Regions from separate parts of the Gossypium hirsutum genome. Here region 2 is linked to region 1. Evidence: chromatin contacts called from public Hi-C data. All regions are on one chromosome and are shown on one strand. The core of a region is the stretch at or near the end of the contact, and the rest is flanking DNA. Distances in the headings are between cores, read along the strand shown.

Region 1 (7,268 bases), core at 1,801-4,300:
AATTATGAGGAAATGCAGTAAGCCACACATTATTACCAATAGCCCTATCGAGACGTTCGTGGATCCCACCTCTAAGCTAAGTGAAAGAGGGACCACGAAAACCCAAATCATTCAAATCCATAAAAGTCTCTGATTTCCATCCCAATCCATAAAATCCCCCAAAAAAGAACACCTCTTCCCAGGATGTCGCCCACCTTTCTTTTCACTAAGGGAAAGAATAGTATTAAAGTCTCCGATTCTCATCCAAGGGGTAGACATATCATGAATAGTGGTCTTTAGATCATCCAAAAGTAATATGTTTTAGCCTAGTTCTTAATGTGTTTTTGGATGATTATTCTATTTAAAATGGTGAATTTTATGCTCCTAATCCTTTAAATTCATGTTTCTATACTTAGGAGAGCATTTGGGAGAAAAATAAGCGAAAATGAGTGAAAACCAAAAAATCAGAGCAAGGTACATAAGCTACAGGGGCTAGCCAGAAGGTCATGTGAGGCACACGACCATGTGCCAGACCATTTGGAAATCATGATCTACGCTCCAAACACGCGAGAAAACGCTATTTTTAGGTTTTTTGGCATCATAAGATCTATATATACCAAATACGAGAAGAGACGAGGGAGCTATCATAGAATACTCAAGAAAACAACTCGAAAAACACCATTGAAGCCAACTCTGAAGCAGATTTCCATCAAGATTGACGATCTCCTTTTGCTTTCTTTAAAGCTTATTATGATTTTTTTTATTTCTTGTGGTTATACAATCTTTGGGATGTTTTCATTTGCGAGCATGACCTAACTTTCTAAATACCTAGGGGAGATGAACCCTATGATGATTTCTGTCTTTTGATTTCTGTTTTACGCAATAAATGATTGAATCTTGTTCTCAGTTATGTGTGTTTAATTCTTGGTTTAATATTTTTGGACTATTAATCCATGTTTGATGTGCTTAAATCAGAGGAGGAAAAGTCTCTACTTGATAGTAGATCTAGCATAATTAAGTGGAGTTCAATGCAATCCTAGATATAGGACGACATAAATCTATTGGATTAGAGTCAAATCTAGTGAGGGGATCCATATATCGAGTTAATGTGATAATAGGGGTTTTAATTAGAAAGAAATTTCAATTAATCAACCTAGAGTCAGCTGATCTTACTCATGAAAGAGATATTAGCATAATTTAGGGATTTCTTTGGATCAAGGTACTAAGTGAAGAAATTGTTTAATTCAGATTGATAATGACAAATGAAATCTAGGTGGACTCTTTCCTAGGTATTGTTTCGCTTCCTAGTTGGTAATCATTTATTTTCCTGATTCATTCTTTGTTGTGTTCTTTAGTTAATTAATTAAGTTAATTTTAGTTTTAATCAAACTCTCTAATTTGTGAGTCAATTCATAGAAAGTCAGTATTTACTAGTACTTTTAGTCCTCGTGTGGGAACAATATCTTTTCTCACCGTAGCTATACTATTAATTGATAGGTGCACTTGCCTTAGTCTGATTTTTATTTAGTTTACAACTACATCAAACATTGTTACGCTCAAGAGATCCCTTGCCCAAAAGTTTGCCCTTCCAAGAAAGTGTTGGTTCAGGGGATAGCTCAACGACCATATCGATACTTTCCTCCCTTTTGGTTTCTTTAAAACGTACTTTTTTGGTATTCTGATCTACTTCCGACGAGCAAGAGCCACCACAATCTTCCGTCATAAGGAAAGAAAAAAATCTTGTTTTTTATCAATACATTAACAAAATTATTTTATAAATTTCTTCAATTACGTTGATTAAACCTTAATTCAATTGAAATTGTTATTATTATAACAACTAAGAGAACATTTCTTTAAGCTTATTTAAACTCTGGGTGGAAAGGAAGTATGGGTATATTTGTATTGAAAAACCAAATAGTTCAGTATGAATCTAAACTCATAAAACAAACATTAGTTTTTTTTTTTTTTTACTTTCTAGTTTAAAAAAATGTTTTTTTTTTTTTTGCAAATAAGCCTTCATAAATAATGACTCCATAGAAATTTGAAATGGGGGAATGATATATTTCGATTATTACAAAGACGATAGCCACATAAAATAATTTATTGAACCATATTAAATTCAAGGGGTAAACAACTTCAATATTTGGTCGACATAACACAAGCAAAAATTGAAGTTGATACACCTATATATCCCAATACAAAGAAGGCACTAGATCTAGAGAACACTGCCAATAACATCCTTAGAAACGAGACGCTTTAGTAAGCACACGAACTCTATCATTAATATCCTTCAAGTTTTGCTTAACAAACAGACCCACCTCATTCAAATCCATCGCATTCAAACTCTGAAATATCACTTTTCCACTCAAGCTTTGGAACATGACTTTTTTCAACTCCGTTTGGCGATTCTCCTTGCGCAGTTTCCTAAGCTGTCGAGTAGCTTTGGCTATGCTTTGCTCGAGGAATCTCTCTTGGTTAACCATCTTATTGTTTTATTTCGACCGGGGCAGCTTCTTGAACTCAGAAAGCAATCGTCGAGCACCTGCGTGGGACAGCCATACCTCTGGTTGAGAGTCGAAATCAGGAGAGTGGATAATAGCACAAGTCTCAATCCCACAAAGGGTAGTGAGTTCATGCACCTTCTTCACCAAACCCTTGGTACTTTTCTTGTAGGTAGTTTTCCTTTTTGAGTCATTGGTAATGTAAGCAAGCTTCATTTTCTTTCTAGACATGGAGAATTGAAGTCTTATGTTCTATGTATTTGATTGCATGTTACGCCAATAGTGTGTGCGATTATATATGGATATTAGAGTCTTGTAGAGAAGAAGGGATGCATCACTTGTCCTCGCTGGACACATATTAATTTTGACCTAAAAAGGAAAGGAGAAGACAGGTGTTTAAATTCCAGATTTGATACCAAATTTATTACCATAGTAGCTGCAATTTTAATGTAGACATTAAATGCATAAGAATGTTTAAGGTTCATGCCTTTCAGTTACGTATTTCATATTTCAGTTATATATATCATTCATGTCACAAAGGTCCAAATAAGATTTAAGACAATTGGGTTTGGGGCAACCAAAATAGTAAGCTTAGCCCAATACTTAACCCAAAGATCAGACCTACACTGAGGACTAGATAAACAACGCCAGTGCTATATATGAATTTTAGAGAATAACAATAATATTCACAAAGAGATACAAGTTATTGGGTAAAAATAACGATTTTTATGATTTCATCTCATTATTTGGTTAGATTTACTGATGCAAAAGAATATAATCCAAGATAAACTAAATTTGATTTTAGTGAATAATATATTAAAGTAGAGATTTCTTATAATATATTTTTATATTTAATTTTAAAAAATATAATTTATTATATTTTTACATTACATTTATTAATTTGTGTAAGTATAACCAATGTTTAAGGTAAATATTGATAGTTAAAACATGACTTTTGTGTTCAAACTTTGTTAGAAGCATTGATTTTGTAACTAGTAGATTCCGATCAAATATTTGTGGATATCTGAATTTAAATATGCAAGTGTAGGAATGTGGATTCTGATAATAAATTTACAAGTGAGTCTATATGCATCTGCTCCAAATTCGAAACTAATAGTAATTTTTGCATCCAAAATATTCAAATATTATCTGAATCCACAAAATTGTAGTCAAATATCAAATCCGCAATCCAAATTCACATCCCTAAGTTCTACTGTTTGACTTAGACCAACTGACCAACCTTGGCCCTCTGGCTAGTTGGTTAATCGCACTATAAAAGGCCTTACAAATATCAAGTGCAAAATTTTAAATATGAATAGTCACGTGTGATGCTATCATACCGAAGCCACGTAAAATCTTATTATTTCTATACTTTCACAGGCCCCATAATAAAGAAGCAAATAGAATAGAACCATTTATAAGAATAAATCACAATTCATGATCAACTGTTCAACTTTTCAGAGAGCATATGAAATGAGAGGATTTATCACTACTATCAACACTGAATACCTTATTACCAAAAAAAAAAATTAGAACCCTGATGGCAACTTTGAGTTCAACAACCTGTTAGACTTACGATTATTCAGAAACCAACCATAGAAGCTTGACGAGAAGAAATCCAATTCTCCTTTGCAACCATGCATTCTCAAACAATGTGGTCAATCCACTCAAGTAGATTACCACGAAAACTACAAGATGCATAAGAAGACATGTTCTTGTTAACTATACATGATTTGTATTCAATCTATTAAGAGGTTGATTGGAATTTAATTTCAAACTCACTCTCATTAAGTCTAAGGTAAGAGATTTCGTTTGACGAGTTTCACTCATTTATTATAGATTATTCTCACAACAAGAATCGTAAAATGAAAAAAAAACCGTCACTCGTAGTAGATTTTTCGATAAATCGTTCAGTGAATCGATCCATAAATCCGAACTATAACAGAAACATTCAAATACATTGTTATTATCTTTATCTTATCTTTTAATTATTAGTTTGAATTTTTATGTAACTGTCTATCTTGTTTTTTTTTATCAATATATTAACAAAATCATTTTATAAATTTCTTCAAATTATGTTAATTAAGCCTTAACTCAATTGAAATTAGATAATGTTAATTGTTTATACTACAATTTAGCATAAAATCAGTTACATGTTTAAAGACTAGGTTGCATATCATCAATAAATGCTTTGGTGATGGGACTACAACAGACTCTTAAACATTCGAACTCGGGTATGTGTGTCTTCCTCAATACTAACGGTGTTGTTCAATCAGTTTCTAGGTTTTTTTGCTGCAAATGGAGTATTGCGGGAAGGGAAATTGGATCGTGGGATACAATCAATTCTTGGGGAAGTGCTCAGTCTTTGTTGCAGAGCTTTGGGGCATATTGGATGGTCTACTTCTGATTCAAAAACAAGGATACAATGAGATCATCATCCAATTTGATAACCTCGAGGTCGTTGTTACTATTAGTGATAGCAAACTTGAACGATCAAATTCTACTCTGGTTAGACAGATTCAACAGATTCTATTAAATGAAGAGAAGTGATGCTTGAGATATGTTCCTAGAGAGACCAACAAGATTGCACACGCATTAACAAAAATGGCTCTCTCAAATGATGAAGTTTTGCCCATGTTTGATGATCTGTCTATGGAGATTCAAAAAGTTTTAAAAGAGAAAAACACTAGAGGCAATTTACTTATGAATATGACTATTTAATTTTTTTGCTTATCATAATTGTGTAATAATTATTATACATTCATAATTTACTTATATATAGCAATTGATATATTAGATGAAGTTAAATGTGTATGTATATCATTTTTTTAATATGATATTTACTAACTATAATTATATCTCACACTATAAATTAAATTCATATTAATTATAATATTTATTTTAATTAGATACGTATTAGTTAATTTTTTGTTTAAATTAATTTAATTGGTCAAATAATAAATGTGATAAACACAAATATAGGGATTTTTATGATTCTATTTCATTGTTTAGTTAGGTTTTATTATGCAAAAGGATATAATTCAAGATAAACTAAATTTAATTTAGAGAATAATATGTTAAATGATTAGATTTTTTCTAATAATTTTTTTATATTTAATTTTAAAAATATAATTTAGTATATTTTATAAGAAATTTACTAATTTGTGTAAAGTATAACCAATGTTTAAGGTAAATATTGATAATTAAAACATGACTTTTGTATTCAAACCTTGTTGGAAGCATTGATTTTGTAATTAGTAAATTCGGATCGAATGTTCGCATGCATCTGAATCCAAATGTACAAGTGTAGGAATTTGGATTCCAATAACGGATATACGAGGGAGTCTATCTGCATCCACTCCAGATTCGAAACGAACAGTAATTTAAACATCTGAATATTATCTGAATCCACAAAATTCAAGTCAAATAACCAGTTAACAATCTGAATTGTCATCCCTAAGTTCCAATGTTTGACTTAGACTAAATGCCTAACCTTGGCCCTCTGGCTATTTGGTTGATGGCACTATACAAGGCCTTAAAAATATCAAGTGCAAAATTTTTAATCTGAACAACCACATATACTTCTTACATACCGGAACCACGTATAAAACCTTATTATTTCTACAGTTTCCCAGAGCCTTTAATAAAGAAATAAATAGAATAGAAACATTTATGAGAATAAACCACGTAGCACAATCAATTGTTTACTTTTTTGGAGAACATAAATAATGAGAGGATTAATCACTACTATTAACGATGAATACTTTATTACCAAAAAAAATAGAACCCTCATGGTAACTTCGAGTTCCACATACTGTTAGACATACAATTGTTCTCAAGTCAATCATGGAAGCTTGACGAGAACAAAGTCAAATCTCCTTTACAACCATGCATTCTCTAACAATATGGTCAATCCACTCAAGTAGATTACCATGAAAACTACAAGATGCATAAGAAGACTTGTTCTTGTTAACCCCTACATGATTTGTATTCAATTTATTAAGAGGTTGATTGTCATTTAATTTCAAGCTCACTCTCATTAAGTTTGAGGAAAAAAATTTCATTTGACGAGTTTCACTCATATATTATAGATTATACTCGCAAAAAGAACCATAAAAAGAAAAAAAAAACCCATCAATCGTAATAGATTTTTCGATAAATCGTTCAGTGAATCGATCCATAAATCCGAACGGTAACAAAGCCATTTAAATACATTGTTATTATCTTTATCTTATCTTTTAATTACTAGACCATTTATCTTGGTTTTTTTATCAATATATTAACAAAACCATTTTATAAATTTCTTCAATTATGTTGATTAAATTTTAACTCAATTGAAATTGTTGGTACGAAGAGAATGTTGATTTAAGAGCAATTAAGAAAGTATGGGTAAAAACAGTCTCTTTTGTATTAGAAAACCAAATACTTCAGAGTACTAATCTGAACTCATAAAACAAACATTAATATGTTTTTTCTTTCCGGTTAAAAAAAAACGTTATTTTTCTGCAAATAAGCCTGCATCAGCAATCACTCCACAGAAATCTGAAATGGGGGAATGATTTATTTCGATTATTACGAAGACGGTAAGCACATAAAATATTCGAATTCAAGGGTAACTGACTGTAAATATTTGGTCGACATAACAGAAGCAAGCATTGAAACAGATACACCTATATATCCCAAGACAAAGAAGGCACTAGAACCAGAGAGCACTGTCAATAATATCCTTAGGAACGAGACGCTTTAGTAAGCACACGAACCCTGTAGTCAATATCCGTCAAGTTTTGC
Region 2 (7,268 bases), core at 2,825-5,324, 110 kb after region 1:
ATGGAAAAAGTAAGAAAGAACCTCACTCAAAAGAGTGAATAAAAAATCTACACTACTGAGGAAATTACTTAAATATGACAAAATTTGATATTAAGCATATTGAGTGCTGTTTTCTAGTATGTACTGGTAAGCCCAAATAACTGTAACCCATATAAATTTATGATCTTTTTCATGTTATAGGAGGTTAAATAACACTTGCACTACACCCGTTTCTTTGTTGAATCATCAATTATTCAAATTAACTTACAGATCAGTAAGAGGAGTTTGAAGTTTAAAAACAGTATGATTTCATGGCTTGTCATTTTGCTGCGTGCAAAAGTTCAACCTTAGAGCTGATTTGGTGAATCTTTGCGCTTGGTATTTTGAGTTTTCTATTGTGTTCATAGTTCTAACAATTTTTTTGTCAGGTACATTCAGTGATCTTGATCATCACCAAGTAGCAGCCCTTGCAAGTTGTTTCATTCCAGTAGATAAATCAAGTGAACAAATACAGTTGAGGACAGAGATTGCCAAACCATTACAGCAACTCCAAGAAAGTGCAAGAAAAATAGCAGAGGTTCTTCATCTGTCAATTTCTCTTGTTCATATAGTTATTCTCTTACCACAAATAAAATAATTAGAAGCATCTCTCACTGGTTGCAGATACAACATGAATGCAAATTGGATGTAAACATCGACGAGTATGTAGAATCAACTGTAAGACCATTTTTGATGGATGTGATTTATTGTTGGTCGAAGGTTAGTGCTTCTGCTTGGAAAAGGTCGCTGTCCGTTCAATATTTGCATCTGGTTCCAGTTTAAATTTATAGTATTTGGAAATCAGTTTCCACTATTATTTATCTGATTGCATATGAACTCTTTCTCTAATGTATTTTTATCAGATTTTTTGTTCAGATGTCTAGGTGCCTGCTCTGGTTGGGCATGTTGTTTCCTTTTTCAATTTCTTTATTAATTGATTGTTAGTTTTACTCATGTTTTTCAGATGTCATTAGTAAGTTTTATTCAGATGTCTAGGTGCCTGCTCTGGTTGGGCATGTTGTTTCCTTTTTCAATTTCTTTATTAATTGATTGTTAGTTTTACTCATGTTTTGATTGTTTTCCTCAGGGTGCAACTTTTGCAGAGGTAATACAGATGACCGATATATTTGAGGGTAGCATTATTAGGAGTGCTAGAAGGCTTGATGAGTTTCTGAACCAGGTAAGTTGATCACAGAAATCCTACTATTTTGCTCCTTCTCCTTCCCATATTTTTGTGATACGGATGCTTTTCTGCTTTAATTTTCCATTTTTGGCTATTAGGACTGTTTCCCAACATTCAGCTGATATGGCTATAAGTCTAGCAATTTTGTCATGATTGGTAGGAGAGGGTTTGTATAATTGTGTTAATACTATAATCTTGTCGGCCCATTTTGACTCAAAATTGTCTTAGAGAAGTCAACCTGTGCAACCCGTTTATGACCTGCTTAACCTTTTCTACCAGTTATGCTATAATAGTGTCAACCAATATAAATTGGAAATGTAGGTAATATAATGGTAATCAAAAGAAGAAAACCCTGAAATTGATACTTAGCCGTTCTCGTATTTGAAAACTCATCAACTAAGCTGCCAAGTTGCTGTTTCTTCCAATCTTCCCTCACCTCACCTGCAACCCATCTTATCTCCACCTCCTTTCTCTCCATCCACCAATCTTTCCACCTTGATTTACTTGTCTCGTCCCTTGCTGCACATTCCACCAAACATTTCCTTGTCTTCAATAATAATTTTGTTGCCATTCATTTTTATTTGCATGAATTTTGACTTTGCATTATCTGGAGTCAAGATTGCAAGGTTAAAAGGGAGGGGTTATAACTTACAAGACCCTTATTGTTTAAGCATTTTCTATCGAGCCATGTCTTCTAACTTTGAATAAATTTATTAATTGTATGGTGGAACCTGCTTCGAAAAACATGTTTCATGCCCAGGGCTCGTGTTGTGTTTGTGTCAAACCATATGTCGGATTGTTATGTCACTGTCTCTAGGAAACAATTATAACTTACAATGAGAATGTTCCTCTCTTGCTTGAATGTTAATATAGGAATGTCTGGTGGATGGTCATGTCAATATGGCTTTCCTCTGCTTTGATTTATTCTAATTAGAAAGGAATTGTGTTAAAAGTTGTATTTATTGCACCCAGCTCTGCGCTGCCGCTCAAGCTGTTGGAGAAGTCAATTTGGAGAGTAAGTTTGCCGCAGCAAGTGAAAGCCTACGTCGAGGCATCATGTTCGCCAACTCCCTTTATCTGTAAGATTGTATTTTTGCCATGGAAATAGACGTAAAAGCTTTGTGCGGTCTAATGATACATTGACACCCATAGATTTCTCCTCTTCATCTTCTAAAATGTAACCCTGCCTTCCGAATTCTATCCCTTTTTTTAGTTTATTATGCTCAGGAAGTGCAGCTCTAAATTTTGTTTATTATCATCAGCTTTGTAATAACTCCATGCTGTACGTATTATGTTTTTGAAAACATAACTGAAACTGAATGGAAAAGATAATCGAACCAAACCGAATGACTGGTTTAGATTGGTTTGGTTCTTTAATTTCTTTTTAAAAAAATATTTTTTTATCTAGTATTTTAAGATTATTTTTACTAGCACTAACCGAATTATGGGATGCAAAAGAAAAGTGAGTGGAGGGATGGGAGGGAGGAGTAGAAAATGAGGAGAAAAAATGGAACCAATTATTTTTCATTCTAATCTATAAAAATTATTTTTTTTCAAATTGGAAAAATGAGAAAAAATGTATAAGTTAGTTTAAAATTATAAATTTTTCTTTTTTTTCCCTTAATTTTCAAGATGAAAATAAAGAGCAATATTTTTTCATTTTTTCTACTTGCATCATTTTTAGTATTCTTTTTTTTAGAAAAAAAAAGGACCTCTAGCACCAACCGAAATATGCGATGCAAAAGAAAACTATTGGCTGGCACGGTTCTATTTTCATGGATTAGTGGAGAATCATCTATTTTTATTAAGATCTAATTTATATTTGGCAATTTCATCATTTAATATTTGATCTAATACCTTATCATACATATTTAATAATCATAAAGTTAAGGTAATATACATAATTTGGGTTTGAGTTTTTACTGATTTAATTTTTGGGCTCTGTGTTTTTTCAAATTTAAACTTTTAATTTAATTTATTCAATCTCGAATTATTTCAAGTTTGAATTTTGGTCATTTTAAATTCAATTTCTTTTTTTATCTTCAAATCAGATTGACTTTTAAAAAAATTCGAAATTTAGAGTTTTTTTGTACTCAAGTTTATCTTGTTAGGGTGGTGGGAGGAGGGAGCAGAAAAGTAAAAAAATAGAAGTGGAGAAAAAATGAGAGGTAATCATAATGTATAAAAATAATTATTTTAAATTGAAAAAACAAAAAGAGAGAAAATGAGAAAAATGAATAGCTTAGTTCAAAATTATGAAATTTATAAATGTTTTATTTTTAAATTTTTTTACTCTACTAAACAATAGATGAAAATAAAAAGTAATTTTTTTTCATTTCTTAATTTTTTCTACTTCCATCATTTTAGTTTTTTGCCTTTCAATTTTTTTTTGTTTTTTTTCAAAACTAAACACACCTCTACTAAATACTAGGAGTAAGTGTGCATTTTAGGTTTTGGTGACAAGGGATTACAGAAGTTCAGTGAGACTTGTTGGAGATCTTCATTAGGCTTTTTATGTAAGGCCCATTATTACAGAGAACCTAATTATTCACACATCATAATTACATACAAAGGTAGTAGAAAAACTAGGAAACCCTACGAAAACTCTCCGCCTTCTGCCTTTTTCTCCTTCACCGACCCGTTGTATATATGGAAGCAGAAAGAAACAAGAGCTTAGGGAGAAAGAGGTGGTAGGACAAAAATGAGTCCAGGTTTCTGTTATTTTGGTGATTACCTTTCAAATCACCCTCAAGTTCAACCAAGTAGACATTGCTTCTGTTATTTCTTATTCCTGGTGGCTAGTTAGCCATTCACATCCAAAAGCTATATCTTATGTGTGAATGGTAGTAGGCTCACCTAAATCAGGTCTTGGCGGCCTTCTTGGGGAACTGGATTCTCTTCCAGAGTTTCGCTTACAGGCTGTCAACAACATTCCTCCTTATTCTTATTTTGTCTTATTATCAATGCTATAAATTTTAGTAATAGTACTGATGAATAAAATTTTGATTTTTTGTTCCTGGATTTCTGGATTCCAGGTTGTATTTTCAATTTATAAATAAGGGAAAAAAACAGAATGGTCGGCATCTAGGGGTTTTTAAAAACCGTTCTTATCGGTCCTACTTGCAGGCCAAGCTTGATGGAAGAAGATAATAATAATTTTATGCTCATTCATTTGTTGGGTCGGACTTGGTTTTTAGTCCTTTAAAGCAAGAGTGGTCATTGGTGTAGGTATGTACTTATTACTAGCAACTCTTAGAGTGCGTTTGGTTCGCTCTATTGGATTAGAGGTGTAATAACAAATCAACTGTTTGGTTAAATGTAATAGAATAGAGGCGTAATAGTAATATTGTGTTTGGTTGAATGGAATAGAGGTGTAATAGCTTAATAGAAAAAACTAAAATAACTAGAATACCCTTAGCATAAATTTATTTTGGTAAATGATTATTGTTATTGTTATTTAAATTTTAATAAGATTATTAATATCAATAATAAATAATTTAATCATATTTAAACATAATTATTATTAAATATATTATAATTAAAATATATAATTTAATAAAATTTTTAATAATCAATATTCTTATATGAATTTACTCAAATCAATAATATATAATACTATAAAATATAAATTAACATAATTATTATTAAATATATTATAATTAAAGTATATAATTTAATAAAATTCTTAATAATTAATATTCTTATATGAATTTACTCAAATCATAATATATGATACTATAAAAGATAATTTGAAATAATTAATATTAAAATTAACATGTAACTGTTTGTTACTCATTCTTTGTTTCTTATTCTTTTTGTTTTGATCATGTATCAATCATTTAAACCAAATGCTTGGTTGTATTGGACAGTGTTTTATTACTTTATAAATGCATGATTTTATATACACAAATACATATGTATAGGAAAATTATCTGAATGAATGGTTAATATTTATTATCAGCAAAACTTAGTATATACACACATAAATTAAGGTAAGATAATTAACTCGATATCTAGCTTGAGCAGCTCGAGTTTGTCTAAACAATACATCAAAACTTTTTATTTTGAAGCTTATAAACTTAAACAACTTAAGTGTCTTATTTTTCATTATGCTATAAAGGGAATATAAATAAATACCAGAATTTTGATACGAAAAATTGCAGCAAGCAAAGCAATATCCTGCTATTAAACTCACTATAAAATATGTAATATAGCAAACAAAGATCTCTCAACTGATCTTTAATCTTTTAATCATTTGTAAATAAAAGAAAAAATTACAAAAAAGAACAACCTGCAGAATGTTTGATGACAAAAACTAACAAAAATCCATGATTCAATATCAAATTCAAGATGCATTCTCATTTTTCAGCTTAGCAAGTTCTTGCTTGATGACTCCAGACCTCTGCAAAACCGTATTACAGCTCGTCAAGCTTCGATTGAAGTTTTGAGGAAGTGCTTTCAAGAAAAGAACTCTGGTATAAAACAGGTAGACATAATAGGGGGTGTATCGGAAACTGACCTTGATCTTAGCCAACATAAGCTTGAACCTATCAAAGTCGTTGAGAGATGCTCTTCTCTTCTGGACAATCAACTTTCTACCCCACGAGCTACTTTCCCATTTGTTCTTAACATCTGCAAGTTAACATAAGAGTGATAAGAAAGAAAACATATCTTCAAGAAACAACATTACAAATGCTGGTGAAAGCTGTCGTCGTCCTTACCAGCCTTCTCCATAGCTTCGATCAACCCATTTGTTCTTGGGAACACGTGGAATGTCAATTGTGATATCTGTCAATGTAAGCCTCTTGAAGTTCATTTGGCCTCTTACCATATCCGGGGCATCAACAAGTGCCTGCCACATTAAAAATACAGTCACTTCTTACACGCACATCTCCAAATAACACCTATAGGACTTCAACTAGACTAGTTGGCTGATAAAGGAACATTGATAATTGAGCAGACCATAATCCAAAGACTAAAACCAGCAAGATGGGTTAGTAGAAAAATTATGCAGCCAAAATTTAATGGTCACATTAAAGACATGTTTAAACCCTTCATATGACATGTGATAAAGGAAAGGGCTTTCTTACATGACCACAGGTAAGTTTGCAGGCAATTGCATGACTTGCTTCATGCAAGAATACTGTAATGAGCTTAAAAGGCAGCAACAGCACTGTTCTCCATATCTACAACAATCAGGGGGAAACATTAGGTCAATCCATTTAAGCAAACAGAGGCAACCAGTTCAAATTCCAAAGAATGCTGTATCTTTTAACAGAAATTCAACTGCAGTGAATCCCCCTAGAAAACTCCTAAAACCTTGGCATCCTCATCCTTATGAACAACTTATGAAAATTGTTGTAAATGCCATAGCATTTATGAGTTCCTTATGAACAGATTTACAACAAGTATTACAAAAGTAAATCACAAATGCTCCCAGAAAAGAACCCAATTTCCTTCAACGTGCAAACCAAGAAACTATTTAAACTGAATCTATTTCGTAATTCAAATTACCATCAATTTGCTTGGAAGTAAGTGAATGCAAATGCATGCAGGAGATAATATCAATGGAGAAGCAGATCGAAGAAGCATTCTAAAACAGAGGATTAATTTGCTTCCCTCGATTGAACTCCCTCAAATTGAAAGATCTTCAGAAACTCATTGGATTTTTCCATGAAGATTATACTGTTGACTTCCCAGCCTTAAAGATTCTTGAGATAGAAAACAGTCCAGACTTGAAGGCATTCATCCATAAATCTATCGACAAATATAACCCTACTGGTGGAGTTTTGTTCAACGAAAAGGTACTGTTTTTAACGCAGTGAATTGTACCTTATTTCCATTTCTCTTGTTATAATTAACTCTTCTAATCATTTCTTCCACAGACATGAATACTGACATCAACTATATTACTTCTGTTAAATTCACCATCTCTAAACAACATAAATTCAAGGATTAACTAAACATAACAATAAAAAGAATTCAAAACCCCAAAAAGAACAAATCTTGCAGAGACCCAAAATTAAAAAAAAATGAAACATGATTACATATGGCTTGTAAATTGAAG

The links. Hi-C and Micro-C count contacts between places; a contact is called where the count stands out from the background.
Region 2: a contact with region 1 is called in a Hi-C map of leaf, with 1.5 times the contacts expected there. The contact joins two enhancer-like sites. A contact is called at or near these places in 4 of 34 Hi-C or Micro-C datasets (cotyledon and leaf).

Annotation. Positions count from the first base shown.
Region 1 is chrD13:58,661,366-58,668,633 of Gossypium_hirsutum_v2.1, forward strand. LOC121224994 (agamous-like MADS-box protein AGL80) reads right to left here. Exons shown (of 1, transcript XM_041108659.1): 1 at 7,208-7,268. The coding sequence ends at 7,208. It also overlaps the pseudogene LOC107890166. Among protein-coding and RNA genes, the nearest start is that of LOC121224994, 4.1 kb to the right of the region's middle. Within about 2 kb of position 3,051, at least 2 of the 9 cell types and tissues checked have an H3K27ac peak or open chromatin away from gene starts, as enhancers often do. A contact at or near this core is called in cotyledon and leaf, where this site is marked.
Region 2 is chrD13:58,767,692-58,774,959 of Gossypium_hirsutum_v2.1, forward strand. LOC107888367 (DExH-box ATP-dependent RNA helicase DExH10) reads left to right here. Exons shown (of 16, transcript XM_016812451.2): 13 at 408-556; 14 at 643-738; 15 at 1,106-1,198; 16 at 2,174-2,427. The coding sequence ends at 2,284. It also overlaps the pseudogene LOC121203475. Among protein-coding and RNA genes, the nearest start is that of LOC107888367, 17 kb to the left of the region's middle. Within about 2 kb of position 4,075, at least 8 of the 9 cell types and tissues checked have an H3K27ac peak or open chromatin away from gene starts, as enhancers often do. A contact at or near this core is called in cotyledon and leaf, where this site is marked.